3 separate regions of the Mus musculus genome follow, and regions 2 and 3 are each linked to region 1. Evidence: chromatin contacts called from public promoter capture Hi-C data. All regions are on one chromosome and are shown on one strand. The core of a region is the stretch at or near the end of the contact, and the rest is flanking DNA. Distances in the headings are between cores, read along the strand shown. Region 1 holds the start of Pdlim1 (PDZ and LIM domain 1 (elfin)). Region 2 overlaps Tbc1d12 (TBC1D12: TBC1 domain family, member 12). Region 3 holds the start of Hells (helicase, lymphoid specific).

Region 1 (4,093 bases), core at 683-3,182:
GAAGGTTGACAGGTTAATTATAGACACAAAGACGGAGAACAACTGGACTATGAGGTAACTAACTCTAAATGTGCAGAGGCTGTGCCCTCCATGGGCAAGCATGTGTAGTCTGCCTGCCAGGATACACTAGGCAGGCACAGTCGGGTGCAGTCCTGGGCCAGCCAGACTTAGGGTAAGAGGCCCATATTGATGAAGGCATAGCTCCCAGGCTTGAAAAGGTTGGTGGGAGGCTGAGAAAACAGCTCACATTTCCAATAACAAAGAAATTTCTGGAAGACAAGATGGGCATGTGGAAGACCCAAGTCTTAAAACTGGGCTGCCTGCTCATTTGGAGTCGGCTGGTCAAAGAGCCCCTTTCTAGGCCAGGCCCACCTGTAAGAAAGCCTGAGTGACAGCCACTGTGGTTGTCAGAAAAGCCAAGAGGTGGCTGGATGATTCCACAACTTCCACCTAAGTCCTTCAGCTGCTGGAGGCATAGCCATAAGTCAAAAGGACCCACTGGGATCTTTCACTTCCATTTCCATCCCAGAATCCCTCTGAGATTTAAAAAAAAAAAAAAAAAAAAAAAAAAGACACATTTACAAGACTGGAGGAGCAAGTTTAAGGTTAGCTTCAGCAGACAAGTGTACAAAAGAATGGAATGTGGTCCCTCTAGGTCAGGCATCCCTGAGGTTTTTCTATCTCCTTAATTAAAAGATATTTAGTAACACCCCCGGGGCCCAGCGGAGTCACGCGCGCGCGCGCGCGCGCGCACACACGCACACACACACACACACACCTATATGAAAGGACTAAAAATCTAAAGTATTGACTCTCAGTGGGACATATTCCTTGTGTTTGGCCCAAATCACATAGCCAAAGTGTGGACTTCCAAATACCGAGCCTGAGTCTAACAGGGGGTTGCATTTCAATTACGGGCCACGGGTCTAGCAGTCTGCGATTGAGCCACCCGCCCTCCCACAGATAAGACCCAACCAAGAAGTTTTCAATCATCACCACCACACACCGTTAGTGCGCTTCCCCAAAAGGAAATGGCCTTATCGCGAATAACCTGGAGGGCAGAAAGGTGATCTAACCACCTTAGACAGGGAGAGACTACGGAGGTTTATCTGGGGTTATTTCCCAACTCCAGTGTTTCCTGTGAAAGGCTTTACAGAACCGAGAGCCAGCCACGGGTCATATCCGAAGAGTGTAAAATTGTTGTTTCGGTTGTTAGCTGAACGAATCCCATTCGCCTTCCAGGGAACTTTTCTGTACTCCATTCACCTTCCAGGACTTTCTATTGCTTCCGATTAGCTCTCCCCAACTCTTTCACTGTGAAGAGCAAGGAGTGTTAACTCTTGGCGCACAGGGTCTGCGGAGCCCCAGGTCTCCACGCCCAGGCACAAAGCTTGTCTGCTTGCCGCGCCGCGCCACGCTTCCGGGGCGCAGAAAGAAAACTGTCTTTGGCCTTGACTCAGCGCGCACCGAGCCCGCTTGCCCCGGAGCGCGGCGGTTGGGACGGGGTGGCAGATGGCACAGAGCGCTCGGCGAATGGCGCACCTGGATGCGCCCCACCGCGATCCCCTCGGAGCTCCAGTCACCCCGACCTCCATAGGGACGCAGCGCGCCGCCACCCTACGAAACCACCCCGTTCCCACGCGCGTCCCAAGACGCTCTTACCCGGGAAATGGCGAGAGGTTGTTCGAAGTCCTTGCCGCCCACGAGGCGGAAACCCCAGGGACCCGGGCCCTGGAGAACAATCTGCTGGGTGGTCATCGCTAGGCACAATCGGAAGGGACAGACAGGCAAGGCACAGAACTGCACGGCGCGCGGGGCTCCCGGAGCAGCTGTCGGAGAAAGAGCGCGCGGCGGGAGTTGGGAGATCCTGGGACGGGCGGGGTCGCGAGCGAGGGCGGGGACAGATCCGCCCCGGCCGCGTCGCTGCAGCCCCGCCCGGCCCGCGCCTCCACTCCCAGCGGGCCCGCAGGACCTCGCCAGACTCTAATCCGGGAGTTAGGCTCTTCAACTCCGCCCAGCAGCCCCGAACCTCCGCCCGCACCTCCTCCCGCCCTACCCACAGCCTTCTTGCTGCTCCCAACCCGGCATGAAAGCTAGGTGAGACCTAAGCCTTGTCCCCACCTACAGCAGACCTTACAAACCCACGCGTTGTGCTTTGCAAAAAGTCGAAAAGGATTGAGCGAGGTCAGAGCGGTTTACACTTTTGGAAACCGCAGAGCCGTTTAAGAGGCGCTTTCAAGTGATCTCACCTGACGCAATTAGGCGCTTTATCTCTAGTCCCATTTTAGAGATAAAGTCATTGAGGCTGCCCGAGATTATAAAGCACCCCTAAGGCTACGCAACAACTCGGGGTTGCTACTGAATCATTTTCCAGGCTCCTTGGGCCACCCTGGAAGCTTTCCAATGCTAATGGGACTATAACGGTTGGGGGGGGGGGTAGTCAGGGGGTTATAATTAGGCTCTACGAAGTTCCTAGAAACCTTTCCTCCTGGCTGGAGTTGAAATTGAAGGTAGGTGAATTCTGACGTTCCCAACAATTCCATCATGAAGTCCGGGGTGGACCAATGCCGGGAAAGCGGTGAATGGAAATTCCAGGGTTCAAAGCTCCCTATCAGTTTCTTCTGTGAGCTGCCCCCAAAATAAGTTCTCAAAACAGATTAAACCACAACTCATGCTGTCCACTGATGCTTCTTCACCCTGAGTAAAAATCCAACCCTTTAAATGCCTCTAAGGCCACTCCAAGAACGACTTGAATCTGCTGTAATCTGTCTCCAACTTTGACCACACTGGCCTCCTACTCAGAGCTTTGCCATCACGTGTATCCTTCCCCCAGATAACTCAAGGGTTTCTTGCAGATACCATCTTCTGGTTAAGGCCATTTCTGAGAGCCATTTAAACATCCCCTCTAGACCCCCTTTAACTTCCACTGCCTTAATTCTCTGCCCATCCCTGTGTAGTCTATAGTTTACTTATTAGTTTGTCCTACCCACATTCCTAAGCGCTAGTTTCAAGACCTGACGGGTTTTTATCTTGCAAACAGCTCACTGCGGTGTTCCCCGCCTAGAATAATCTCATGATGGATGTAATACATTAGCCAACCTTAGGACCACTGACCCCCTCGTGGTTTTCCTGGTTCCCATTCATTCGGGAAGCTGGACACAGGTTGAATGGATTTGTGAAAAGTGCAGCTCCTCGCGACCCCCCGCGGTCCTGGCCAATCTTTTGCGGGTCTCTGCACAGATTTACATATGAAAGGATCATCTTGTCCCTCACCCAACACAAAGGCCTGTGACGGCCAATGAATTGCTCATTTTTAGAAATCAAGGTCATTCCTGTTTTCTAGAACTTTTAAAACCCCTTCTTGGGCTGGAGAGATGGCTCAGCGGGTAAGAGCACTGACTGCCTATTCCAAAGGTCACGAGTTCAAATCCCAGCAACCACATGGTGGCTCACAACCATCTGGAATGGGACCTGATGTGTGTCTGAAGAGAGCAATGGTGTACTCAGATACATCAAATAAATAAATAAATAAATAAATAAACCTTTTATAAAAAGGATTGGGGCCATAACTCAGTCACTAAGGTGTTTGACTTAAATGAGCAGGAACCTGAATTTGACCCCAAAACTCCTGTGGAAGACTGAGCTCAGGGGCAGGCATCTGAAATTCCAGCTACTGCAGGATCAGAGGTCATCAGGTCAGCTGGTTTAGTTTGCTTGGTAAAGTCCTGGGGCAGTAAAAGACCCTGCCTCAGACAAAAGGTGGGAGATACCTGAGGAATGACACTAAGGTTGTCCTCTGACCTCCACACACGTGTTCATGCACACACGTACATACTGCACCCACACACAGGAACATACACACACACACACACACACACACAAAACCTTTTTAAAACTGCTCTTTGGTAAACACATAATTTTACTACCTCTTAACGACAAAAGCAAATTTACCTGCTACTCATGAATTAGATATGTTTGTCTTTATTGTTACATAAAGAATTAAGTCCTGACTGAATATTTGATATGGTAGGACATAAGAGTAGCTTCGTCTTTTTTTTTCAGAGTTGATTGATATTTTGGTTTTATGATTGTC
Region 2 (4,093 bases), core at 1,040-3,539, 1.4 Mb before region 1:
AGATGGCTCAGTGGGTAAGAGCACCCGACTGCTCTTCTGAAGGTCCGGAGTTCAAATCCCAGCAACCACATGGTGGCTCACAACCATCTGTAACGAGATCTGACTCCCTCTTCTGGAGTGTCTGAAGACAGCTACAGTGTACTTACATATAATAAATAAATAAATCTTTAAAAAAAAAAAATAAGCTGAAATAAAATCTGAACATAATAGTATGTGCTATAATTCTAGTTTTGGACTTTAGGCTGTCTTACAGGAAAATACTGAGTTTCAAGTTTCAGGCCAGCTGAGGCTATCTTAAAAAACAAACAAACAAATAAACAAACAAAAACAAAACCGGAAATCAATGTACGTGTGACTGTAGTCTGGAACTCACTCTTTAGATGAGGCTGGACTCAAACTTACAAAGATCTGCTTGCCTTTGTGTTTTGGGTGCTAGGATTAAAGGCATGCACCACCACATCTGGCTATATGTATATTATTTTTAATGCTTATTTAGTATTAAGATATTATTTTAAGGTTATTTACTTTGTATATATGGGGGCTTTGTCTGCATATATGTCTATGCACGTGTGTGTGTGTGTGTGTGTGTGTGTGTGTGTGTGTGTGTGTGTATAGCTGGTGCCCACAGAGGTCAAAAGAGAGTGTTAGATCCCCTGGGGTGTGAACTGCTCTGTGGGTCCTCTGAAAGAACAGCAAGTGTTCTTAAACCACTGAGCCATCTTTTGAGCCTCTGTTACGATATTCCTTAACTCTTCTTCTATTGTTTTGAGGTCTCATGAAGCCAGGGTGGACCAGGAGCTGGCTGAGATGCAGTATGACCTTGATCTCCTGTTTTACCTGGTTCTGTCTCCATACTGGCTGAGATTAGACACCTTTAAGCCTCTGACCTGGTTTAGGCAGGACAGAGGCCCTAGGGCAGGATCCTAGGGCCTCTGTTACCCTAGGTAGGCACCCTCCTGATTGAGCTACATTGCCAGTACTCTACTAAGGTAGTCTTACTGAATTCTTCAAACGTGGCTATTTGTTAATAGGACTACTTCTTACTTCATTTGGTTTAGAGTATGAAAATTATTACTAAAACTTCGTTAACCTAAAAAGGCTCAGAACTTCTTCTGTCATAAAGTTGTGTGTGTATGTATGTATGTGTGTGTTCATATATATATATATATATATATATATATATATATATATATATATATATATACTGTGAGATTAACTTTTGTCTAGCTGAGTGTGGTTTTACACTAAGGAGCCCAAGGCAAATAAATTGCTGTTAGTTTTGCCATTAGTTGGAGGCTGGCCTAGGCTACTTAGGTGGGAGGGCTTCCTAAGTGAGACTGTTGGAAAAAACCTCCCAGCCAATCGAAACTTTTGTCTGTAGTTTTTCTAGATCAAATTCTCCCTCAAGAGGCCAAACAGTTGTCTTGCTACAGAAGGTTTGTTAAAGCATTTTTTCTTTTTTCTATTTCTCATGTGTGTGGATATGCATGCACTTGAATACCATGTATGTGTGGAGCCCCAAAACTTTGCGAAGTCCATTCTCTCTTTTCATGTGAGTCCTGGAGACTGCACTCAGACTCTAACCGTGTCAGGAAGCACCCTTACTTCCCATGGCCTTTCTCCTGTGTATCCCTGCCTCTTTGTTTAAATCATCCTGATGACCTCTTTCCTGAGACTGTCCTTTTCCAAGGTGGGTGTGGCTTTTTCTTATACAAATAGATATTTACAACCTTATGTGTCTATGCTAACTAGAAACAGTTTTCCTTAGCTTTCATCTTTGAATCCTGTAAGGCATTAATAATAAAAAACTGTATTTGAGACCCTTTACTGTGTACTGATTTCTAATTTTATACTTAAGTCTGAAGTTGAAAAAAGAAAAAGAAAAAAACAAACAAACAAGGTATTACCAGTATAGCCATGAGAAAGTTGACACTGCATCGTATTTTAGGATAGAGTCTTAAGCTATTACTCCTGTAGGAAGTAAATTATAGCTAGTAATCTAAGTATAAAACTTCCTGAAAATGTATTAAAGTCAAGATAGATTCCTGTTCCATGTGGTGATGACTTCCGTAGTCTCAGAACTTAGGACATGCAGGTAGGAGACAGTCCACAGTCACCCTTGGCTACAGAGTGAGTTTGAGGTCACTCTGGGATACAGACAACCCTTTTCAAACATACGTAAATAAACAAATCCCTTTGAAAATGTAAAGATGTCTCACTTGCCTTTAGAGTGCCTAAGCAGTAGAATGCACGCAAGCACAGTGTGGCCGGCTAGTGTGCAGCCACACTCACCTTTCTATGTAGGTGCTGGGATTGTTTCACACTCAGCTCCTCCCTCTTGGGGAGCAGGTGCTCCTAACCACTGAGCCATCTCCCAAGCCACCTTGGGTAATTTTTTTTTAATTAAAATTTTATGTGTGGTAGTGTTATGCTTGCATATATGGCTGTGTACCCCATGTGTGCCTCATCCCCCTGGAGGTCAGAAGAGGTTGTTGGATGTTGTGGCCGGCCAGCAGACCACAACCTGGGTTCTAGCCTGGAAAGGCATTTTGGAAACCTGGAAGAGAAGAGGGGCTAGGTGGCGAGAGAAAGGAATGTAGCCAAGACAATTACTCTGATCAAGGCTCAAATTTTATTGTTGGGACACTAGTTATGAAGGAAGGGGGAGGGGACCCGATTCCCGCCGAATAATCTCTGGTCCAGTAGAAAGGTGCACGTGTGTGGCTCCGCAGGTTCCAGCAGTGGGCGTGGCAGAACGAATGAGCAGGAAGCTCCACCCCTGAGCAAGCAGGTTTCAGGCTGGGGGAGGGGAGACTACATCTCCTCCCTTTTATTAACAAAATTTAAAAAAAGAAAAAGCTGGCCTGAGGGGGGAAAAATTATCTATGCTCAATAGTTCTGCCTGGAATCTAGGGCTAAAGAAAAAACTTGCTTTCATGGGATTCCTTAACTTTTCTTATGGTATAAGGCTAAGACTGTCCTTTCTTATCTTAGTGAACAACTAACTGAAAAGCCTGGAGCTGTAGGCTCTGACTTTATAATGCTAATTAGTACTTGGTAGGTAACTTTCTAGTTGAATTTTAAGTAGGGCGTTGGAACTCTGACTAAGTTTGACTGAACAAATGTGAAATACACTATAATAACACTAAGTTGATATTTCTCCGCTTTTTTGGATGATAGGTGGGAAACAGGGAGAAGGAGTTCAACCGGCTCTTGTAGTACAAGGCCAATTGGCTTTTTTATTTGGGTGGGAGGCAGTGAAGGGCTTGCCCTTTCAATAGTACGTCTCCAATCTCTCTCCCCCCTATTGATTAAGTTAAATAAGGCAACGCTTAACTGAGGTGATCAAATGATTTTCTCATCCGTAGATGAGTGGGCTTTTAACCTTGGCTTGGGTGGACATGGACCTGATTCCTCCCGTGGGTATTGATAAGACCCACACATGTGGCTCTGGGTATCTTTTGGGGAGGCGAGGCAGAGCCGGAAAATATTTTTGATTTTTAACCAAAATATGATACCAACCTCTTTTAAACCGGGTTTATCTCACAGGAAACTCAGAAATGGTCAAGCCGGACCTTCTCTTGCAGTACCTCTGCACCAAGCGATGCCCATACTGAATTTGTACAATCACAAACCAGTATGCACAGTTCTGAGTGCTGTGCAGCTCCTAAAGGAGAATTATCAACCTCAGAATTAGCAAAGCCTAAGCAAGAATTATGTCGTTAGTAACACCACGATTTGTGGCTAAAATAGGAGCTGGAAGTCGTTTCTCTTCATCCCTGTTTTTTCCACAGCCTAAGGACACCTTGCAGTAACAGCAAGGGTGAAAAGCCAGAGGTCAGCTAAGGGACTAAGCCTGTCTATCAAAATAAAAACCAACCTTTATTAATATAGAAATATCTACTTTTCTAGCCCTCTTGGTAAACCTAATTTCTAAATCAGACTGAAGGCCACGTGCTGGAATGTCTTGAGAATGGAGATAACAGCAGCCACCTGTGTGCTCTAGGGGGGCGGGGATGTACATCGCTGGTCCGCCTCGAGAATGTTGATTTACCTGCTTGAAAGACAAAATCTCGACAGTGAGAAAGTAGGA
Region 3 (4,093 bases), core at 952-3,451, 1.3 Mb before region 1:
CAGAGGCAGGCGGATTTCTGAGTTGGAGGCCAACATGGTAGAAGGAGCTTAGAAAAAAAAAAAGAAAAAAAGAAATAAAGGGGAGAACTGATGTTGCCCAAAAGTTAATTCTTCCACTTCCTCCCCCAGCTACTGCTGGCCTCCTCTTCCAGTAGAGATTTAAATAATAATGAAAGACTTCAGTGGACATTTAGGAACCCTGGAGAACGGAATGTTAATCCTAGATTCCTGGAGGTAGGCTTCCGGGATTTCTATCCGGAAGAGAAAATAAGGCAGTGAAAATGGTAATTCATATACTAGATTTGAATTTTTTTTTTTTTTTTTTTTTGGGTTTTCGAGACAGGATTTCTCTGTGTAGCCCTGGCTGTCCTGGAACTCACTCTGTAGACCAGGCTGGCCTCGAACTCAGAAATCTGCCTGCCTCTGCCTCCCAAGTGCTGGGATTAAAGTTGAGCGCCACCACCGCCCGGCTCAGAGATGGAGTTATAGGCACAGGCACATGCACATGCTCGGAACCAAACTCAGGTGGTGTGCAGGAGCCGTAAGTGCTTCCAGTGGCTGTAGTTTCTGCCTAGGTTACTCTTACCCTGGGCTGATTGGCTTTTTGACATTTCTTTGCTTGTCATTTTCCTCAACCCCCAGGTATCCAATTACCTAGTCTTAAAGATCTGCCAGTTCTCCCATTACTCTATTCTGTTTCCGGTTCTGGAGTTTAAGAGACCTATGCATAAGGATTTAGAAGTTCTGGTTCATTGCTGTATATTTTCTGTTGTTCTGGAGGCATTTACACAGAGGCCTTGAAAGCAGAGAGCTGGTGCTTTTCTTAGCCATTGCTAGTATTTAGTCTACACAGCAGCCAAGATGAGTCAGGAAATTAATGTAGCAATGTAGCAGATGTCTGTTCTGTGAGAACCAAATGAATTTGCACTGTGCTCCAACTCTTGTTCTGGACAAATCAACCTGCTCTTCCTAAAGACCTAGAAGGGAAGCCGACCATCAAGGCATGGTTGCATACATTGGCACGTGGGAGGCAGAGGCAGGTGGGGCTCTATGAGTTCAAGGGTGGCATAATCTACATAGCAAGTTCTAGACCAGGGGGGGAGGAGCGCAGCATAGTGAGACCCTGTCGCAAATAAAATCTTATTTTTTAAAATAGAGGATCCCCCCGAAGGTGGTTATGGTAAAGCCATGTCTTTTTCTCTTAAATTTTTCTTTACATTTTTATTTAGTGTGCATATTTAGAGGTGTGTGGGTAGGCTTACAAATGCGACTTGGTACTCATAGAGATTAACGGACAATTTGCAGGACTTTTCTTCTCCGTGCGTAAAGCATTGCAGAAAAGGAATTGAAACCTAAGCAAAACGGCCACGAGAAAAACCCTTCAGCACCCACTCTTATTAGCGGTCTATTTGTTTTCTGAAAAAAAAAAAATTTTTTTTTTTTTTTAAAGATTCATGTACTCCAGGGCTCCAGGGTGTCTGTAAACCAAGGATCACTGACCTTCCAAAAGTCCTAATCCTGTGCCTGGACCTCCACTGCGCGAGATGACAAGGGAGCCTTTCCCTGTGGGCAGGCATTACACCAACTCCGCTACACCTACAGACCTTGTTCTCTCCTCCGTTCCTCTCAGTCAGTTTATCACTCGCTATTTTATCCTAAATACTTTTTCCCCCCTGAACTAGCTATAATCTTAATTTCTCATCTTTCTTCTTACTCACAAACCACTCCTCAGAGTTATTTGGAAAGGAAGTTTACGAAAAACCGCGAACTACAACTGGTCAGGGTCCAGCGAGCTTGGCCGTTTTTGACACCCTAACATCGACCTTCACCTACCGAAAGGACAGGTATTGGGGGCGTTCAAACAATCCAGTGTGTGAAGAGGTCTTGCACCCGCCGAACAACTCGGGACCATCATTAAATAAGAAAGGGGCGATCGGGGCCACTACGGTCTGCGGCGCCTCTGTGACCACGGGCGACATTCAAGGCTGGAGCTAGCTACACCCCCTTTGCCTGGGTCCAGGTAAAGGCTTAACGCATCCCTCCTGGGGAGAGGCGGAAAGCAAAGCCAAGCGCGTCCAAATCTCGTGAGCCGAGGTCTGCAGCGGGCGGGGAGCCCGAAGTCTCGCGAGACCACCGGGTTTTCCCGCGAAAGAGAAGCGCGCGAATTTCTTGCGCCGCGGGGCGAGCGAGCCGGCGGGGTGTGAGGATTTAGCTCGCGGCGTTTGAGGCGACTGGGTCCCCGGCCGGTGTCCAGCCGTGCCTGCGGAGCCGCCCGCGAGCAGCAGCGGTGAGCCGGCGGCGTGAAGGCTGCACCCCGGGGAGGGAGCTCGCCGGGGTCCGGGCTGAGGAGGGGAAAAGGCGTGAGGAGCCGCCGGCGGCGACCTGGTCTGCTTGGTGGCACGGAAGCGTTCCCCCACGTCTCCCTTACAGGTCTCCTCACGAGCTGGGTCCCGGCCGACCGGCTTTGCCACCCAGACGCTGTCCGTGGCTTTGGCCGGCGATGCAGACGGCCAGGGAGGGGGAAGGCCGTGGCTTCCCGAAGTTGGAACTCGGGGGTTGTAACTTGAATCCCGTTCTGAAAGCCCCCGCCGTGCTCCCTTAGGGTCCTTGGCTCCAGAGATGGCCGAACAAACGGAGCCTGCGGTGATTACTCCAGCCATGCTGGAGGAGGAGGAACAGCTCGAGGCTGCGGGACTTGAGAAAGAGCGGAAGATGTTAGAAGAGGTAATGTAAAGTCCACGGCCGGCGGTTCTCCCCGGCTCCCCACCCCCACCCCCGGCCTGCCTCCCCGCCTGCCTCCCCCACTTGCTTCTCCTTGAACTTCCAAGCAGCCCTGGCCACTTGGCTTCTCCGTACTTGTAAAGTGGAAATCTTGGCGTGGGCTTTGAATGATAGATAGGTTTCTGAAGTGTGGTCTGGGCGGGGTAGGTTGCAACTTATCTTTGAGTGGACGTTTCAGATTGCTTTTTTGACTACTAAGATTCAGTCAAGAGTCACTGGTAAGTGTTTGCTTGCTTTTGCCATCTTTATTGGCTTTTAAAATATGTTCTCTCACTGTATGCCTAATGGCCAACATTATTAATCTTTAATGCCCCGAGTCATAATGTATGTATTAGTAGACAGAGGTGGTAGACGTTGACATTAATCAACGGTTGGGCTGTAAGCCGGGTCTACTGATAATTCCCTTCCCCTCTATTTTTCTGTTGGGTTTGTTTTTGAGACAGTATTATGCTGGCCTTCATATCCTAGGGTCCCCCTGCCTAGCTTCCCAGTGCTGGCTGGGATTACTGGAGTGTGCATATCATTCCCTTCTCCTAAGGATTTCTTAGCAATTTATTACTGTTTGCTGCCTAAGTAATCAATTTGTTTTAGTTTTCTACAAGTAAGGTTCTTTAGCTAAAATTGAGGTGTATGTTTTCATGGTAAGTTACAGTATTTGTACATTTCTTTAAAAAACAGAATCTTTTAAAACGTAGTGAAAGCAGCTTTTAACATTTGGCAAGTTTAGTTCTTGATTAGTACTATGAAGTGCCACCACCCTGCTGCTTAGTTGTTGCATATGCAAGAAAAGGTGATATAATCATGGGAAGTTCTTAACTCCATCTTAGTTTTTTTTTTTCCTTGCATTTATTTCATTCTGTCAATAGAGTATGAACACTCTTTGGGATTTTTAATCTTCAATTTTGTAGCCCATGCTGGGCTGGAACTCACAGTAGGTCTCCTTTTCTGAAGTGTGTGTGTGAGTGTGAGATGTCCATTTGAGTTTGGAGTAGCTGCAGGTGAGTTTGGAGCTAGACTAAGCAGGTTGTGAGCCGTCTGACATAGCAGGACCGCTGGGAAACAAACCTGGTACCTCTGCAAGAGCAGTTGTGCTTTACCAGCTGAGCCAGTTGGTCATAAAGTAAATGTGCCAGAGTCCAGCTTCAGCAGGGTTCAGGTCCCAAAGAGGTGTAGAGTCAGCAAGGGAAGGAGACTGACACTATCTAAAGACAAATCAGGCAAGATCGCAGGTTTATTGAAGGCTTTGCACCTTTTATACTCTATGTTTGCATATATGGTAGCTGAATCACAGGTAATGCTGAAAGTGGACTTA

The links. Promoter capture Hi-C pulls out the DNA fragments that hold promoters and counts their contacts.
Region 2: a contact with region 1 is called in a promoter capture Hi-C map of stem cell-derived epiblast-like cells, with 4 times the contacts expected there. A contact is called at or near these places in 6 of 39 promoter capture datasets (the 3T3-L1 cell line, the C10 cell line, cranial neural crest and 3 more), 3 of 130 datasets of targeted methods (embryonic stem cells, large pre-B cells and stem cell-derived neural progenitor cells) and 1 of 9 other capture datasets (embryonic stem cells).
Region 3: a promoter capture Hi-C map of embryonic stem cells shows a contact between it and region 1, with 12 times the contacts expected there. A contact is called at or near these places in 5 of 39 promoter capture datasets (the 3T3-L1 cell line, cranial neural crest, embryonic stem cells and 2 more), 3 of 484 Hi-C or Micro-C datasets (all in embryonic stem cells) and 14 of 130 datasets of targeted methods (embryonic stem cells, large pre-B cells, memory CD8 T cells and 3 more).

The regions. Positions count from the first base shown.
Region 1 is chr19:40,269,684-40,273,776 of GRCm38.p6, forward strand. It overlaps Pdlim1 (PDZ and LIM domain 1 (elfin)), which reads right to left and starts at 1,933. Exons shown (of 7, transcript NM_016861.4): 1 at 1,663-1,933. The coding sequence starts at 1,758. Gm41845 (a long non-coding RNA gene) reads left to right here and starts at 1,883. Exons shown (of 3, transcript XR_877853.2): 1 at 1,883-2,097.
Region 2 is chr19:38,867,177-38,871,269 of GRCm38.p6, forward strand. All of the region lies in intron 2 of Tbc1d12 (TBC1D12: TBC1 domain family, member 12), which reads left to right. Among named protein-coding and RNA genes, the nearest start is that of Tbc1d12, 33 kb to the left of the region's middle.
Region 3 is chr19:38,928,789-38,932,881 of GRCm38.p6, forward strand. Hells (helicase, lymphoid specific) reads left to right here and starts at 2,202. Exons shown (of 22, transcript NM_008234.3): 1 at 2,202-2,287; 2 at 2,603-2,724. The coding sequence starts at 2,620.